2 separate regions of the Siniperca chuatsi genome follow, and region 1 is linked to region 2. Evidence: chromatin contacts called from public Hi-C data. All regions are on one chromosome and are shown on one strand. The core of a region is the stretch at or near the end of the contact, and the rest is flanking DNA. Distances in the headings are between cores, read along the strand shown. Region 1 overlaps ttc7a (tetratricopeptide repeat protein 7A). Region 2 holds the start of calm2a (calmodulin 2a (phosphorylase kinase, delta)).

Region 1 (3,207 bases), core at 541-3,040, 46 kb before region 2:
GGAACAGCCAATCACATCGCTTTCTGCACCAGGAATCCCCATCGCCCCAGTAACCATGAGGTCATATGGGTAGAGCAGACAGCATCAGTTGTTGTTTCCAAACTGTTGTTATGGAGCGGAAGAGAGACATTGAGTCAGAGAGAGAGAGAGAGAGAGAGAGAGAGAGAGAGATACAAATCTATACACCGGTAGTTTACTGAATGGAACAGCTGAATTAAAATTACTTTTTACTGAGTGTACTGTATTATTACCTCTCAGATTTATTGATCTATGTTTCTAATAATAATTGTACTGGTTTGGCAACACAGTCTGTCATGCCACTAAAGCATAGTTGAACTGAGCCGACTGAAAGCTAAAGAGAGACAGACAGAGTTCTGCACAGGCCTGAAATGTTAGCCCTAGCCTGACCTGGCCCAATTCGTTTGGGCCCAGCCGGCTACAGCTGGTGAGCTAACAACATTTTTCATCCTTCAATCTCTCTCTCAGAGTAAGAGTACTCGTTTGAGTGTAGCAGTGTAGTCTGCTGCTTTATCAATCTGTCCAAAATGATTGAGTAACTAACTGTGAAACATTATATAATATAGTATATAATATGGAAACTTAATCAATGTTAGCAAACGTCTCCCCACTGATAAATTGCTAGCATACTCTAAACTCAGTCGTAAAAGAGCCAGATATTTCCCTTAGGAGTTGGTGGACACCCAAGCAGGGCTAAACCACTCAGGTGACCAGAGGCACAACTGCTAATGCTAATGTTGCTCCTCGTCTGCTGTTTGTGTAAATAGGCAAATGTTAATGCAAACACATTAGCCATTAGCAATTAATGCAGCTTTTATAAACCCTGAACCACAACTTTGCCTTGATGTGAGAAGAACAAATAGTTCACAAACATTCCTCAAATATTTGCCAACTGGCTAGTTACTTAAAGAACAGTGAAAAACTGACAAATTGGGTATTGATAAAAATCTTTATGCTCTTCATGATAGTCAACATTGTTAGCTAGCTAGCAAGTTGTGACCTGTTGGTTTGATGTGGAGTGGTGTGTTTGTGGGAATTACTTTTCTGTGTTATCTAACCATGTTGCAGTGGCTTGCAGAGGACCCAACACGCACACATCTCCCGAAACGCTACAACGTGTTGTGTGACCCTGCGTGTCAAAGAAGCTTATAAGCTCATTATTTGATCCAACTTTCTGTAGGGAGGCAAGTTTGAAACAGAAGTGTTAACGTTATACCCAAGATCCGTACAGAAGGATGGAATAAAACAACTACGCGATGATCTCCAAAAGACACCTGTAAATAAATGTTTGTTTAAATGCAGACAGAGAATGTTCCAAGTGAGAAAAGGACAAGATTATCAGTATGCACTGCAAACAATGTATCATTGAACCCGCTAAAGTGACAGTAGTACTTGATGGTAACATTTAATTTATCAAGAGTATCTAAGCCTGCAATATGCACATGAAAATGAATCCAATACCCTTGGGACCTGTCAGGCTGAGGCCGAGCTGCAGACCTCAGAGTCAGAGAAGAGAGATCGAGGCTGAGAGATAGATGGGAGAGAGAGAGAGAGAGAGAGAGAGATAGTGAAAGGAGGGGTTTTCTCAGTAACAAGCTCATTGAATATCATTTGCTTTAAATCTGTGAGCGAACATCAGAGATCAAAGCTCGTATCGTGCGTGGTGCTGGGCATGCCGCGACAGTCGTGTGTGTGTATTTGTGTGTTGTTGGGGTGGGGGGATATGGGTGTACAAGATCGTAATCTGGCACATGCATGTTTGTGTGTCACTGTGTGTGTGTGTGTGTGTGTGTGTGTGTGTGTGTGTGTGTGTGTGTGTGTGTGTGTGTGTGTGTGTGTGTGTGTGTGTTTATGTGCATGCATGTGTGTGATTCTTGTTAGCCACTGCCTCTCTGCACCACAGCAAACTGTCAGCTCGCTGTAGCACACTGAATTCCTCCTTTCTCCCACATCTTCTACCCCCGGCTTCTGTCATTCTCTCTCTTTCTCCATGTCTTCCTCTCTCTCTCTTTCTTTCTTTCTTTCTTTCCCACCCTCTCTTTCTTTCCTTGCCTCTCATCTTTTTTTATCTCTCCCGTCTCCATTTCTCCCCTTTCTTTGAAATTTTAATCACCCAGTAAACAGGCATGCATTTCGATGTGAAATGGGATTCTGCTACAGATTGAGAGAGATGAGGCGAGGGAGGGGGAGGGTTGTGTGTGTGAGAGAGAGAGGGAGAGGGAGAGAGCGAGAGAGTAATCGTGGTCTCACAGTTTGTACTAAAGAGAATGATTAATCCCAGCCTTTGATTCTGCATTCATCTAACGGGATGTTGCAGCATGAACAAGTGTGTTTGTGCATGTGTGTGCATCTGTATGAGTGTGTATTAGCGTGCACATGCATGCCTGGCTTATGCTTTGCTACACAAAGCAAGCAATGTCTGCACAGGTTGGTTTGTGTTAATCTCTATGCATGTACTGTGTACATATATATATATATATATATATATATATATATATATATGTATATGTACTTGAGTATGATGTGTATGTGCACTTGTGTGTCTGCATGCGCCCATGTGCCTGGAGAGAATACACACTCTGATCTGTGGGAGTGCAGAATGAGTAATACTGTAGCTGTACCACTTTTTCAAGGGAACATTATTAGCTATTTTTATATGGCGTTTACGCTGACACTCACCGCTCTTAGCTGGCCACTGCGTTTACACTGAGCTACACTGCTCGCTGCCATCAGTCCTCAAACACTACGCTCTGCACACACCAGGCTCTTTCCCAGGAGGCTGGAAATGACAGCCTTTGTAATCTGATGTGTAGTTTTGAGTGCTGTAATCTTGATGAAATCTATCTTTTCTGGCGCTCCGTGGGAAACACTGGCTGTGATCGAGTGGTGAATAACAAGGTAGAAAATACTCTATCCTTGGATGACTTTGATCAGTTTGATATTACTTTCTCTGATGTATACAGTGAAATCATTTTGTGAAGACTCAAGGTGATGTAAATATGTGACTTAACTGCAGGTGTAAATTCTCAAATAGTGGCCTCACTTGCTATGAGAATAAGGGCAGGCTACTGTCAGTGAAAGTCAACACTTCCTGCACAAATGTTTCACATTAAGAGTCTTCCAGTGGCTTAAAGGGAATAATCCCTCCCTTTCTTGGCAGGCTTTTAAAGTGAAGAAAGTTGATAGTGT
Region 2 (3,414 bases), core at 905-3,404:
CGATGACACACTCATCAAGTGTGATGAGGCCAATGGGCAATGTGTGGTGGCATGCAGCAGCTTGTCAGCATCAGAAAAACTACAACCTGCCCTGCCGTTTGCAGGGTCAAACACATACGGTAACATCTTTTTGTTATGAGGAAAGGATCTGCATCAACTGCAGGAAATGTCAGAGGGGGATCTAACTCCTCTGGTACAGGCTATTAAAACCCCCACATCATTGCTACCGCTTACTGCTCTTTTACTGCCCAAGTCAATAGAACATGGTAGTGCATCGTCATGCTGTTTGTACAAATTGACAAAGCTAAAAACTGGCAAATCATTAAGCAAGGGTTTACCCACTAAAAGCAGACACCATAAAATATACAAGTAGTACGATCAGCATATTGTGAAACTGACTTATGATTCAACAGAAGCCGGAAGACATAAAAAAATAAAAATCAGGGAAACCACTAAAACGGTGCTAAATTTTAGACATGAACAGCATACATTACAGCAATTGTGCCTGAGCACATACAGGAAACAATGACCTAAAGAGACACTCCTCCTGCATGATTTAGATTACCACATCTAGATCATCTTAGTGTCCCAAGTTGCTACTGCAATTGTTCTTGAAGCATTCATCTAATGAGAACACACCCAGGGCAAAGGACACATCATGCACAGCATATCAAAAGGTGACTGCCAACACCTCACCAGAATACACAGCCCTTCCAGATTACATCATTTATTACATGGCAACCATGAAAATGCAAAGTTTTCCATGAGGGAGCCCTTCTGCACTCCAGAGCCAGCAAGCAACAGCCATTTCATTCATTCCTGTTTTATGACCAGTAGGCTGCCCTGTGGAATGCCTTAAAAGGCAAAAGTATAAATCCACTGCAAGGAATGCAAGGATCCATAACGCAGGCCACTTTGCAGGATATGAGGAAAGTAGTAGATCAATGCAGCGATGTCTTACCGGCAATTTGCTCTTCTGTAAGCTGATCAGCCTGTAAAACACAAGATGAAGCAATTAATAGCATGTCAAATAGCAAATATAGCCAAAATTAAATTAACTTTTCCTTTGGCCCCACAGTTAAGGCTGCCCCATTTATTTAAAATGCTGCAAACACATCTTTCTACAGTTAGTGATTAGCAGTTACTCTGAAGGCTGTAATAGCTATGACAGCAGCTGTAACGTTACAACTCCTCAAAACAGACGCATTTTCGTTCTAGTTAGCTAACCATCTTGTTACTGAACTTGGGAGAAAGTAGAAACCCTGAAAGAATGTAAGACCACACGTGCCCTTAAAACGTTAGATCTGCCTACATTTGAATGTTCGATGACGCCAACTTTCCCACAGACAATGACTGACTTACAATTTGGCGGTAAATGTTAGCTAGGAAGTTAGCTAGCTACCGTAATGTGCCGGCCGGCTCACAGTTTCAGTCCTTAGACGCACTGCAGCGTTGCACACTTTTAGCACAATGAATGACTGACTAATACAGCAGTCGTCACAAGCAAGACGTCTGTTGGAAAGTAGTCATAACACTACTTCTCAATCAGCGCCTATCACTAAGTGGGACAAGTATTTGACAAAACGGACAAATGTTCGGCCACCATCTCAATTTAGCGAACCAAACATTAGCTAATGTTAGAATGCTGTTGGGCTTGCATAAAAGCAATATTTTTGGGGAAAGAAACCCCGATGCATTGTTTCAAGTGTAACATTAACTACGCTAACGTTAGGCACACGGGTGTTACTGATTTTATCCAGACCAACGCAGCTTTAGTTAAGGTTAGCTTTGTTTAACAAGCTAGCATTACCTAGGAACTAGCAAGCTGTCATTTATTCGTCCAGCACTGCGGTAGCTGTTAGTTACAGCGTACAGTTAAGGTTGGCTTCAGCTTAGCCACCGGTGACGTTACGTTTTATTGACATTAATTTCGCACATTTAAAAACCAAAAACAAAATTAATCACTACTGCTGTGACTGTCAACCGATTCTAGACTGGAGAGAAAATATAATCCTCTTTTTCTTACCATTTGGATGTAGATGCAGCGGCTGGTTCACGACAAAATCCGTAACAAACCAAAGCCAACACAAAGCCTCAGCGAATAACAATCTCTATGATCATACTGAGAAAGAGGCAACTGGACTCGCCTTTAACGGTTATCCTAAACTCCACCTCTTTTCAATATCACTCCGCCAACTTCCCTTTCCCTCAGTTACTAAATTAATTAAAAAGACATTTGTAGAAATTATTAGCTAAACAAGAAAATCAAGAAACAATTCCAATACCCATGTACGACTACCGTGAAGTTTTCATCGTCGATATTAGAAGTTATATTGCGTATCGCTGGTGATCTACATAACCGCGTATGAATACTTTCTGCTACTCTGTGATGGGGCACAAGACGGCGCTGAAAGAAATCGCGCTCTCTGATTGGTGTGTTTGTACCTGCAATGCGTCACTCCCATGGTCTGCGCTGCCGCTGCGTCTTGTCCATAGACATCCCAGTCAGTGCCACAGGCACAGCAGACAAGCTTGTTGCATAGTGTGTATACATATGGGCATCATTTTTAGGGAGACCCAATAAGATAGTTTTGATAAGTAATTAGCTACCAGGAGCATAGTTTGCTACTTGTAACTGGCGAATTACTGACCCCGTTTGAGCTAACATGAGTTTCTGTATTTCCTATTGCTGCAGTTTTTCATTTCTGATTACATCGTGTTTTCATTAGCATATTGATATCCATGCTTTTATTTTTTTGATGTTGTTTTTAAATTGCTGTTAAAAGGTTATCACAGGCAGTGATAGAGCTCAGTGTGGGTCTTGAGTAAAGTTTCTCCTGTCTGCTGTGCAAGTCATCACTTAAAATGTTATGCATAATGAGATGCAGTGTCAGGGCTGAAGTGTTTGGGTGTAATAGTTTGTAATAGGTAATAGTTTGTGCATGTGTGTGAGTGTGTGTGCACACTTGTGTGATATGTGACTGGGTCTGTAGCAGGCATTGCTGTCAGATGACTGTGGATTCTCAGGTCTAATTGTGCTGCTGGTGTGGATCGGAGTATCTGATAGCCTGATTGCTTATGCCTGACCGCTCTCCTGTCTCCCATTGACCACCTGTCTCTGGCCTGATCCCATGGGAGATGCTGAGGAGGAGGTGGAGGAGGGTGGACAGGGACTTGCGAGGAGAAAGATTTGAAGAACCACTCAGAGAATGAACTAGAATCTCCATGTCCCAAAACAGCCCCCCTTCCTCCCAATTCTACTGCCTCTCTTATTATTAGACACGGATGTCACACTAAAAGTAGAGAGCAGGAATTGTGGATAGCTCAATATCTCACACGTAGATGTAAGAAATGAGGATCCAAAGTGGTTCCCACCTCCATCTGCACTGTTTACAGAGGTGATGCTGCCTGTGC

Evidence for each region. A called contact is a pair of places that touch in the nucleus more often than the background predicts.
Region 1: a Hi-C map of liver shows a contact between it and region 2, with 4 times the contacts expected there. The contact joins the enhancer-like site here to the promoter of calm2a in region 2. A contact is called at or near these places in 3 of 3 Hi-C or Micro-C datasets (liver, skeletal muscle and an unstated tissue).

Annotation. Positions count from the first base shown.
Region 1 is chrLG11:6,354,439-6,357,645 of ASM2008510v1, reverse strand. The region is part of intron 16 of ttc7a (tetratricopeptide repeat protein 7A); the gene reads left to right. Among protein-coding and RNA genes, the nearest start is that of LOC122884957, 10 kb to the left of the region's middle. Within about 2 kb of position 1,790, the one cell type or tissue checked has an H3K27ac peak away from gene starts, as active enhancers do. A contact at or near this core is called in liver, where this site is marked.
Region 2 is chrLG11:6,308,157-6,311,570 of ASM2008510v1, reverse strand. calm2a (calmodulin 2a (phosphorylase kinase, delta)) reads right to left here and starts at 2,154. Exons shown (of 6, transcript XM_044215507.1): 1 at 2,027-2,154; 2 at 962-992. The coding sequence starts at 2,029.